Linked DNA regions of Muntiacus reevesi: region 2 is linked to region 1. The links are chromatin contacts, called in public Hi-C maps. All regions are on one chromosome and are shown on one strand. Each heading gives the region's core, a stretch centred on a gene start, on an enhancer-like site or on the middle of the called end of the contact. The rest is flanking DNA. Distances are from core to core; before and after follow the strand shown. Region 1 holds the start of DHX9 (DExH-box helicase 9). Region 2 holds the start of NMNAT2 (nicotinamide nucleotide adenylyltransferase 2).

Evidence for each region. Hi-C and Micro-C count contacts between places; a contact is called where the count stands out from the background.
Region 2: a contact with region 1 is called in a Hi-C map of muscle, with 6 times the contacts expected there. The contact joins the promoter of NMNAT2 here to the promoter of DHX9 in region 1. A contact is called at or near these places in 2 of 3 Hi-C or Micro-C datasets (blood and muscle).

What each region holds. Positions count from the first base shown.
Region 1 is chr5:109,216,362-109,222,212 of mMunRee1.1, forward strand. It overlaps DHX9 (DExH-box helicase 9), which reads left to right and starts at 2,941. Exons shown (of 28, transcript XM_065936171.1): 1 at 2,941-3,080.
Region 2 is chr5:109,791,547-109,797,397 of mMunRee1.1, forward strand. It overlaps NMNAT2 (nicotinamide nucleotide adenylyltransferase 2), which reads right to left and starts at 3,188. Exons shown (of 15, transcript XM_065936184.1): 1 at 2,813-3,188. It overlaps SMG7 (SMG7 nonsense mediated mRNA decay factor), which reads left to right and starts at 2,800. Exons shown (of 23, transcript XM_065936182.1): 1 at 2,800-2,977.

The DNA.
Region 1 (5,851 bases), core at 1,691-4,190:
AGACAAGCCCCTTTGGCTCCTTGACTGACCACTGGGACAGATAAAGAAGCTGGGGAAACCCAGATTCCATTAATGAGGAGTGTGCAGATATTGGTCTGCCATCAGACAGGGTTGAGAGAGGTCTGCCCTAGTGGTTGCTTCTTTGCTGCTCTCCCTCATCTGAGCTGGCTTCCCTGATGTTTCAGGTGGTAAAGTGCTGGTCCTTTAATGGACCGGAGGAACCTGGTGGTCTGGAGTCGATGATGAGAGAGTGAAAGAAGGAAAGAGGCTTATAGTCCCTGGGTTATGCAGCCAGCTTCCGCGCTCCAGGGAATCAGCCACAGATAGAGAGATAGAAAGAAAGAAAGAATCTGCCTCCAATGCAGGAGACCTGGGTTCAGTCCCTGAGTTGGGAAGATCCCCTGGAGAAGGGAAAGGCTACCCACTCCAGTGTTCTGGCCCAGAGAATTCCATGGACTGTATAGTCCATGGGGTCACAAAGAGTTGCATGCGACTGAGTGACTTTCACTTCACTTCAATTAAAAAACTTCAAAGATAAACACTTAAAGAGAACAAAGCCAGACTGAGTCCAACCCCCAGGGCTTTGGCTCGAGCAACTCAGGAGCAGACCACTGACAGTGTGGTGACAGCCACTGTGCAGAGCGAAAGTCCCACCTCACACCCTGCACAGGCTCTAGCTACTTCAGCACCAGCCATGACCCCCTGATAAGGTGATGGTGGCAGGCTCACCCTGAGAAAACACATCGCTGCTGGCACATCAAATCCAGCACTCACATCAAAGACGCTGGGCACACAGTCTATATCGGATACTCCCACATACAAACACCTATTCAAGACCACAAGATAACTGTTTCACCTAAATTTATAGACACAGAGAAATGTAAGTAAAATGAAAAGACAGGAACCACTCTCAATTGAAAGAACAGGAGACAATCTCTGAGAAAATAATGAAAGATATATGTAATCCATCTACCAGGCTATGAGTTCCAAACATTGGTAATAAAAATGCTGTGTTTTTTGTCTACAAGAAAACACCTGTAATTCATTTATGCTAGTTGGGTTTCCCTTATCATAAAATAAACAAAACGAAACCAAACCCTGCTGGTTTAAGTACCCTTGTAATGCAAGTTCGTGTGCCTGACAGTGAGGCCAAATAAACTGTTGTTTGCAGCAGAGAAAGGTTTATTGCCAAGCCATTCAAGGAGACAGGAAGCTTATGCCTTAAAAGCCCTGAGCTCCCCAAGGGTTTCCGCAAAGCACTTTTAAAAACCAGATGGGAGGGGGTGGTCTGCGATCAGCTTGTCACAACTCCCTGATTGGCTGACGGTGAGGGTGGTGTCACAGGGGTTAAAAAAAATTGGTCCTTAGGCTCCAACTGACTCATGGTCATAATATCTTCCATTTGCTGGAGAGGGGAGGTTTTTTACATCTGCAAAATAATTCAGGAAATGTGCATCAAACAGTATTGTCTAGGTACTTCAGAGAGGAGCTTTGGGGGAAGATTTGGGGGAAGGCCTGTCCCAGGAAGCTCCCGTGGCTGTTGCTCGGTTACACCCTGAAAGGGATAAAGAAACAAAACATTAAGGTGTTTTCCTGAATGGTTTTGTTTTTAGTTGAAGACAGCAAACCCATGAGGAACATAAGATTGAATAAATGCTGTGTTATTCTAATCATAGGAGAAATACAGTTTTAAAGCGGTTAATCACAGTGAGCTAGAAGAGTTAAGAAAAAACTTAGTCAAAGAGGTGAAAAATAAGGATGGTAGGAATGATGGGGTCAGATAATTGATTAGTCTGGATTCTCTGGAACAATCCCAACTTTAAATATTTTGTACTACTGACTCTATGGGAAGCACTAGAGTTCAAAAATTTAAGTGACTACTACAGTAGTTAAGAATACAAAGTATTCCAAAGACTGAAGACAAAAAGATATCCAATTTGAGCAAAAACCACCTTACAGTTTTTAATCTATTCATTTTAGTGAGTATGTGATACGTACCGCAGTGGTAGCAGGGAGAAACCAGTTTGGAACTCCACTTTGGAACTATTTGACTTGCTTTTAGTTGCTTTCGTTATTATAATCATACATAATGGCCTGCCTCAGAGAATCCTGCCCCTCTGCCTGTTAAAGTGTCTTTGTTCAGAACCCTGTCCAGCTGTAGATGGCAGGAAGGAAGAAATTAACACATCCCTGTCTGAGGCTTCTCTTTCTAGGAGATAGTTGCAAGATTAATGGCCTTTCTCCTTTGTTTCTTCACCTCCCCCAATCGTGAGTCATTTGACATACAGGAGACATTCCTGTTAAGAGTATTTGAATCACTACAGCTGTATCTGTTGAACACCTATTGTGTGTCAGAAACACACAATAAGCCCACTTCACATGGAGTCTCATTTAACTATCCTAACAAGCCTCTGAGGTCTTCCCTGGTAGCTCACCAGGCAAAGAACTCACCTGGCAATGCAGGAGACACCGGTTCCATCCCTGGGTCGGGAGAAGGAAATGCAACCCACTCCAGTATTCTGGCCTGGGAAATCCCATGGACAGAGGAGCTTGGCGGGCTACCGTCCAAGGCATCGCAGAGTCGGACACGACTTAGGAACTATAACAAAAACCCTATAAACTTACCACCTAACATTTCGGTTCTGTCTTGGAAGGGCACCTCACCTACCACAGGTCCCTATGACAAAAGCTGCAAGACATTTTAATGCATTAAAATGCTACCGGCCCCCCCAAGTTCCCCCAAACGATCAAACAGGAGGTGGCTCTGCTACAGAAGGAAGCCAGGCTAGGACTGCGGGCGCCATTGGCGGACCCATCTCCCAGGCGACCAGAAGCTAACGGCCGCTACGTACCCGCAGCCCCGCCCCTCCCTCGCGGCGCCCTGGGCCGCCCCCGCCCCCAGCTCGCTTTCTGCGCAGGCGCAGAGCGCTGGCCCCGCCCCCTGGCGCCGCGATCGCAGCCATTTCGCAGCCGCTTTCTTGCAAGTTGCGGTTCGCTCGCCCGGTTTCCGTCGCTAAAGGCCGGTGCTACGGACGGTCCTAAGAGGGCTGTGCTCTCGGGCACCAGGAAAGCGGACGAGGGTAAGGGGAAGACGGCCTTGTGGTTCTCGTTGGGCCGGCGTGAGCCCCGCGGCTCTGCAGCCGGGCTTTGTTCGCCTGCGCGGGCGGTGGCGGGTTGGGGTGGGGGTGGGGAGCCGCCCCGCCGGGTTCCCGGATTGCGGGCTGCGCGCTGCCCGCCGCGCTGCGCTTGCGCTGCAGGTGGGGTCGCGGGGGGCGGGGGCCGCGTTGTTGCCCTAGTTGTTCTCGCAGCCGTTCTCGGCCCGGTCTGCGGAACAGCTAGGCCGCACTTCCTCCTTCGGCCTAGCGCGGCGGCGCGGCTCTCGCCGCAGAGGAAAAGGCGGGGGTGGGTGGGGGCGTTGAGTCGTCCTGTGGGGTTGAGCCCGCCGAGGCGCCACGCTCGCGTTAGGGCCCTTCGGTCGTTGAAGCCGCACAGAGCGGGCTGTTGTCTCGGGGGCACTGTCCTGCGGCCGCTGTAGATAGAGTAAAGGGGTGAGGCAGAGTCCCGGCCCTTCCTTTCCAGAGGTTGTGGCGGGAGGAGGGCGGGGGGAGGCAGTCGGAAAACCGGCGTCTGCAGGTTTCCGTAAAGAGATCGCGAGGAATTAGTGTCAAGGGAGAGAGCCGCTTGAGATCGGGTGGCGAGGGCAGGCGTCCGGGAGGAGGTAGACCTTTGAACTGTCGGCCGCGGGGCGGAGGATGCGTCAGCGACGGAGGAGCGGGCAGGACCGCAGAGGCCGAAGGAGGTAGTGTTAACGGGCAGGCGTTGGAAACTGAAAGAAGGCCATGTGACTGGAGTGTAGTGAGAATTTAAGAGAAGCAAGGATTCGGGGGTGGCTAGAGTGCAGGAAGTGGGAATCGTTGAGGACGTCATTCCCGGACTCCGGGTGTGCGGAGTGGTAGCAGGGAGATGGGACAACTGCCTTGGAGGCCGAAGTGGGCAGTAGATGAGCAGTGGATCCGGACTACCTGGCTGGAAATTCTGGGTCCCCCAGGTAGGAGCTCTGTCTCTTGGGGCAGGTTATTCTTGACTTAGTTTACTCAGCTGTAAAAAGGGAATAATAATAATGCTTTTCTGCACAGTGTTAAGGTTAAGTAAAATAGTTCACACAGGTACTCCTTTAAGGATACCGACTGGCACATAACGGGGGATAGCTCTAGAGGATCTTCAGGGACTGGGTAGATCCTAGTTACCGTGAGTAACTTGTTGGATGGTGGTGCCATTTGGGGAGATGGGAAAACTGGGTTTGGGGGGAAGAACAGATTTGGGGAAGAAATTTAAAGTTTTGTTTTGACTGAGTATGCCAAGGTAGCATCCAAATGGGTCTGTTAGATGAACTTGGTTTTGGAGGTTAAAAAGACTGTAAAGTTGTAGTATATATTTGGTTATCATTAGGATATAGTTGGTGTTTAATATTATGGAGCTAGATGAGACTGCCGAGGGAAGAAGGAATTTGATAGTGTAGTCCTTCATATTTCATGTTACTTGTTCACCTTGAGGGCTTGTTTCTTAAGTTAATTATTCATGATTGGAATTTGTAGATAGATATCCTTAGTTTTCCACAGCTTTTCGTTAATAGTGTGTCTCCAGGGTTAACTTAGTTGGCAGACAAAGGTCCGCATCATCAAGGCTTGGTTTTTCCAATGGTCAATTGATGACGTGAGAGTTGGATCCTAAAGAAGGGTGTGGGTGTTCGTGGTGTGTGAGTGTGTGTCAGTCATGTCCAACTCTTTGTGACCCAGTTGACTGTAGCCCACCAGGCTCCTCTGTCCATGGAACTCTCCAGGCAAGAACCCTAGAGAGGATTGCCATATCCTTCCTCAGGGAATCTTGCCCACCCAGGGCTTAAACCCTGGTCTCCTGCATTACAGGCAGCTTCTTTACTGTCAGAGCCCCAAGGAATTGATGCTTTCAGATTGTGGTGCTGGAGAAGACTCTTGAGAGTCCCTAGGAGTGCAAGGAGATCAAACTGCATCCTAAAGGAAATCAAGTATGAATATTTATTGGAAGGGCTGAAGTTGAAGCTCCAGTACTTTGGCCATCTGATGCTAAGAACTGACTCATTGGAAAAGACCTGGATGCTGGAAAAGATTAAAGGCAAAAGGAGAAGGGGGCTGCAGAGGATGAGGTGGTTGGATGGTATCACCGACTCAATGGATTTGAGTTTGAGCAAATTCCAGGAGATAGTGGAGGACTGTCTGCCTGGTGTGCTGCAGTCCATTGGGTCAAAAAGAGTCCGACATGACTTAGCAACTGAACAACAACAGGGTGACTGTGACTACAAATTAAACTTTATACCAGGTCCAGTTTGATGACACAAGACTTAGGTGCTAACAAAATACACTGAACATTATCAGAAGACAGACTTAATGCTTGAAGTGGGATTTCTTCTCACATCACAGCAAAAATTGAATTCGTAGTATATTTTCTCTGGTTCTAAATTTAGTCTCAGATACTTAGCTAGTAATTTAAATTCAGATTTTAGACTTGGGCTAAATATCTTTTGCTATCTTATAGGGGGAGTAGAGGGAGAATGCTAACAAGTGCAATATGTTGTACTTCAAGAAGATGTAATATTGTCAAATTTTAATGAATATCAAGGCCTAAAGATTTGGTATAAAATATTTAGGTTCATTAATTATTTTTAGTTTAAGTACTGATTAATTTATGTGTTTGGACTTACTAACAATATATTGCCTACAACTTTGAGGACAGTCTACTAGGAGACAATGCAAATGAGAGTAAAGTATTGAATTTATATGCAAAATAATTGATAACCATTTCTTAATGTAGTAGT
Region 2 (5,851 bases), core at 1,938-4,437, 580 kb after region 1:
TTCATTTTTCCGATCCCAGTTTTCAAAACGAGAAGATCCTAATATTTTTCTAGATTGCTTGTTAGGTGTTATGATATGTGCCCATATACTGTTGACTGGACACAGGAGACATAGACATAAACGATGTTATTATGGTAATTACTAAGGGGGTGGTTATTTTACATAATATAAAATTTTTATTCTGACTAAGATCTTTTAAAAAATCTAACCAATAAATTTCAGAAAGGAAATCTATGGTATTTTAGGTACTGTGTGCTTATGTGCTCAGTCGCTTCAGACTGTGACCCTATGAACTGTAGACCGCCAGGCTCCTCTGTCCATAGTATTCTCCAGGCAAGAATACTAGAGTGGGTTGCTATTCCCTCCTCCAGGAGATCTTCCCGACCAAGGGATCGAAGCCATGTCTCTTATGTCTCCTGCACTGGCAGGCAGATTCTTTACCGCTGAGCCACCGAGGAGACACATTTTCGGTACTATGTAGCAGTAACCTCCATCCTTGGGCTCGCAGGTTGAAGAAAAGTCGGATTCTAAAGCAGAGATGAGAACAATCTTTCACTAGGTGTCTCTCTTCCCCATGAGTGGGCGGCCTCTCGGTGGGAGGAGGGACGATAGGGGGCATTGTAAGGCTGCAATCAAACCGCGTGTCACACCACATCACAGTAGACGCTTGCAGCGCAAGGGGGCATAGTTCAGTTTCTATTTTGTTAATGATAATCTGTCCTTGGGACTTAATTTCAAGCAGCTTGCACTTTCATTTCCTCCAAACTTACACATAAACATTGGTCCAGTCTTTTAATAGGTGAGGTGCGGTCTCGAACGGATTTTGACAGTGCCTCTTCACCCAGCATTAAAGAATCAGGTATCCCAACCGAGTCAAAAGAAAATAGCCCCTTAAAATTCTGATTTTAACCATGAAATGAGGCCGGCATTCCTGGAGGGGTTTATCCGTTACACATCCTAAATTACTTTGGGAGAGCTCCATAATACCAATGGAAAATATAATTTGTAAAATGCTAAATAATTCTTTCAAATCACTAGGATGACAACTTCTCCAGCTACTTACCACACTTCATATTATGAAGAACCCATTCGTTAGTGTGCTTTTTTTTTTTTTTTTTGCCTCAAACCTGAGATAAAATAAACATAATAATCATTCAAAAAGATTGGGTCTAAGAATTAAAATCCATTTCCTAGAAACCTTTTATTGGAACTTCGCCCAAGTATCTGTTTTATTGACACCATCTTACCCAATGCGTTCCTCTCCAACCCAAAAGATACATAGTGACGAGTTCTAAAACACTGCAGACAGACGAGAGAAGAAGGAAATTTGAAGAGGAGCAAGGAAATGGGACGTCTGCTTTTGATAAGCAACGGGGACTCCCACTGGGGGAGGGGTGCCTCTCAGAGGGATGGCGGCCCTGAACTTCGCACCGTGTCCCCTGCCCTAAGCGCTGGAAAAACCACTTGTCAGCCTTCCAAGATGAGTTCCCACCCCCACTCCGACCTCCTCGTGGCAGGAGATGGCTCGTGAAGGCCGCGCGGGGAACTCCCGAGGAGGCTCCGTCGCCGAGTGCGATTGTGGGGTGGGGTCTGGGGGGATTTCTGTGAGGGGCCGACCCGCTGGGGAAAGTCGGATGTCCCAGTCGGCAGAAGAGGGATCTCGGCAGTCGTGTGCCGTTCTCCTCCCTCAGGGACCCCGTCCTGGCGGGACCCCGCCTCCCAGAGCCCTCCCGGTGATGGGGAAACCCCTGGCCCGCCTCGCAGCCTAGCGCCGCCGCCTCGCCCAGTCGGCTCCAGCCCGCCGCCCACCAGCCTTCAGGCCCGGCATCTTCTTCATAGGCCCGGCCCTCCCCGCGTCCGTCACGGAGAGGAAAACTATGGAGGCGGTTCCCGCCCGCAGGCGGGTGGAAAAGCCCACGGTGAATGCCTCGGGGTCTCCCCCATCGCTGCGGGAAAGGGAAAGGGAGGAGAAAATCAACCTCACTGCCCAGGAGAACTATCCGGATTCCCAACCTGGGGGAGGCCTTTAAGATGGAAGGGAAGCCGAGGGGAAACCCTAGGCACTTTTCGGGGAATCCACTAAGCCAAGGGAGGGTCATTCAGCCTCACACATTGGTTACTATGACAATACAGCTACAGCTTCCAGTTGCCTTGGCAGCTGCTTATCCAATCCGATTGGTTTCTTTTCTCTCCATCCCTGGGCTCCACCCTAACCCCTACAATAGTGTCCCTGCGTGCAGAGGGAGGGGCCCCAGAAAAGAGGAGGGGGTCCTTAGCGTCACTCTAGAGCGCGAGGGTGGACCAGAGACGAGGGACTGGGGGGCCGGAACTGTAAGAGGAAGAGGCGGCGTTTCCGGTCGGGAAGCGTGGAGGAGTGGAAAAAAGGAAGAGCGAAATCGGACGGAGTGGAAAGACGGGGGAAGACTTTGAGTGTAACTCCCGATTGATTTGGGCTCGATGTTCCCGGTGAGGCTGGGGTTGCCCCCTCGCGCGGGAGGAGAGAGGTGGGTTGGCCGGAAGCCACCAAGCGCCTCCAGTGGGCCACTCAGCAGCCGCACAAGCGCCGCACGGCTAACTGATCCCAAGAGGGAGCGCTACAGAGAGGCGGAAATCACCCGGAGGGACCGGCGCCGCTGAAATCTCGCGAGAGACCCCCCCCCGCACTTCCTTCCTCTGCTGTCCCTCTTTCCCCCGCCCCCATCCCTTCTCCCTTTCCCTCCCCCCTTCCCGGGTCGGAGTGTCCCTGCGCCCCAAGGGCCGGAGCAGCAGCGAGAGCAGCTTTCCCCGCTCCCTCCCCCCTCGCCTCACTCACCCCCACCCCCGCCGAGCGAGGAGGAGCCGGAGGAGAGGAAGATGGCGGCGGCCGCCAGCACCCGTGGTGCCGCGGGGCCGCTCCGAGGAGCCTGAGAGACGCGCAGAGGCTTCGCGGGAAGACGCGGCGGCGGAGGATGAGCCTGCAGAGCGCGCAGTATCTCCGGTGAGTGTGGAGGCCGGCCCTGTACGGAGCGGGGGAGCGGGCCGAAGGTTGGGGGCATGGAGCAACAGACACAGAGGTGGTACGTCCGGGGCGGCGGGGGAGTTGCTGTGTCCTCTCTTTTCCCGGCTGGGAGGCGGGGGCTGCGAGAGGCTCGGCGGGAGGGGGCGGAGCGGGCACACACTTGGGTGCCTACCCCCCTCCGCGGGCCGGGCTGAGTTCCCGCGGAGCTGGCTGGTCTCGGTGCGGGGAGGGAGGTTAGGGAAGCGTGAGAATGTGTGTGTGTGCGCGCGCCCGGGGTCGCGGGCTCGCTGGCGAGTCGGGGCGGGGAGGCGCCCGGGGAGGCGGCGGCGACCCCGAATGGAGGTGGGTGTGGAGGAGTCTGATGTGTGGAGCAGTCTGATGCCGGTGGCGGGGAGACGTGGTGTGGTTGTGGAATTGACTTGAGCGATGCCTGGGGAAAAGGCCAGGTGGAAGTCTGCACACCTGGGGTGTGTGGGGAGGCCGGGGAGGGAGGCCTAAGGAGGGGGAGGCCGCCGGAAACTGGAGTTTGTTCATCGTTCTGGGGTTGGAAGTACTGAGAAACAATGTCATCTGTAGTTAGTTGGTGGGGTGGGGGTAGGGGGCATAAAGAAGGGAATGGATGAGGAAGTGAGGAAACAGAGAGGTAGTACGGCCGGGGTTGGATTCCCCAGAAGAAACTGGGTTAGGATCCGTCGGAAGATACCATTCGGAGAGTCGTGTAGATACATTAAGAGTGGTGTAAAGAACTTGTATGTCGAGGTAGAGTGACGCATGGGTGCAGAGTGAGAGAGTGTGATGTTTATCAGGGGAGGGTTAAGGGGGAGATTAATACACAGTGGAGAAGGAAGATGCAGACTGGAACCAAGTAAATGGTGTCGAGAGCGTATTGCACCAGCTATTGTGCAGCTTGGAAGGTTCCATGGAAGCAGAATAAGAACTTGAAGGTAGAGATAAATGGGGGTCAAGATCCTGATGGCACAGGAAAAGAAGATTGTTAAGAGCCTAGAACTTAGTGGGGAGTTGCCACTGCGTAGAAAAGGGGAAGGACAACCCTGAAACAGGTCATTTTGTCTTTTAGTAGCAGAACTAAGAATTGCAAGCTTATGGTAAAATGATTTTAAAAGTGGTTTCATACCTCGTGGAGGAGGGAATTGGATGGGGTAGTAGTCTGAAATGAGCAGAAAAGTCATTTTAGCCATTTAGTGAAGTGAAAGTATTGGTGTGTGAGTGGATCCCTGCAAGAAAGGTTTATAGTTAAGTGCTACATGAGGGTAGCTATTCTACTTTTGAAGGTAGTAATCGTTTTATTAAGCAGTGTGTGTAGAGGAGAGAAGGATGAGATCTTTCAAGTATGGTGGAATGCCTGAGTTTAACTGACAGCATGTATGCCCAATGACTGCGTGGTAGGTAGGTGGAATCATTGGGATATTTCAAGGTGCTTTTTCTCTTTTATTATCCCTTTGTTGTTTAACATATCAGATAAGCTTAATAAATACAACTACAGTGAAGGTGTATGATAGATGCTGTAGAGGAGAGATATGGAAACTGTCAGGACAGTCCTTAGTTTTAAGGAATTTGCAAGTTAGTATATAATAGGCAAGTAAACTATGGTAAGGATCATAGAAGATACCAAGTGTATGAGTCCAAAGGCAGATTACAGGAGCAGTTGGGGTGAATCAGGAAAAGCTTCCTTTATTTCCTCATTCATACACATGATTCATCAGTCATTTTGGTGATCACCTATATGGGAGGCATTGTACTAACTACTAAGGCTATGAAGGTAAGACTCCACCCTCTTCTTAAAGAGTTTGCAGTTTGCTAGGCTTCAAGGAGAAAACAGCACTTAAATTGGACCTTAAGGATAAACAGTATTCTGAGAAGTGTGGATTGTGAAGGAGGAATCCATATGAAGGAAACTGAGCAGAGATACATAGAAAGGAGGACTGGGCTGTGGGGGAAGTATTCAGTCTAGTTAAACATAAGTATAAGGTGATGCAGCTGGAAAAACTTAACAGTTTCATAGATTAAGTTTGACCCCTTCTTTTTACAGATGAAGAGAGCGTAACCCCCAAAAGTTATAATTATTGAGGATCATACAGTTGGTTTGTGGAAGCAAAAACTCAAATATAGGTCTTCTGACTCTAGACCAGCTATGCTGTGTGTAGCATGTCTCAATTCACCCATTCTTCCCACGAATATGTCTTGAGAGATTGCTGTATTCTAGGCACTGAGGATTCAGTGGTAGACGATTAACAGTGAACATGGGAAAGTATTTTCTGATGGAAGGTTGCAACAAATAAACATAGGAACAGATAAATATGTTTACCAGGTGGTGATAAGTACTAGCAAGAAAAATAAAGTAAGACAGGGATGTGCTGTTTTATATAGATAGGGTGATCAGGGAAAGTCTATTTGATTAGGTGCCCATAGAGAAAAATCTTGAATACTTTGACCTATAGTGTATCGTTAAAATGAGTGGACAATGGGGAATCTGAGACCGTTTGTTTAGAATGGAAATCACATGTTCATAGCTTTGTATTAGAAAGGTGCATCTGTGTGGTGGGCTTAGTTAAGGACCAGAAATAAGGTGGTGTCAGTGATACTAGAAAGGTATGATGAAAAGCAGATCAGGAGAGTGGTGGTATTTTTTTTTTAAATGATGATGACTGATGTTTGAAAAGCCCAGTTTTTTAAAATATTTATTTATTTGGCTGCACTTGGTCTTTGTTGCGATTTTGTTCCCTGACCAGAGATCTAACCCAGGCTCTCTGCAATGGGAGCTTGGAGTCTTAGCCGCTGGACCACCAAGGAAGTTCTTTGATGGTATTTTTAATGGGAAGATCAGTTGGCTTT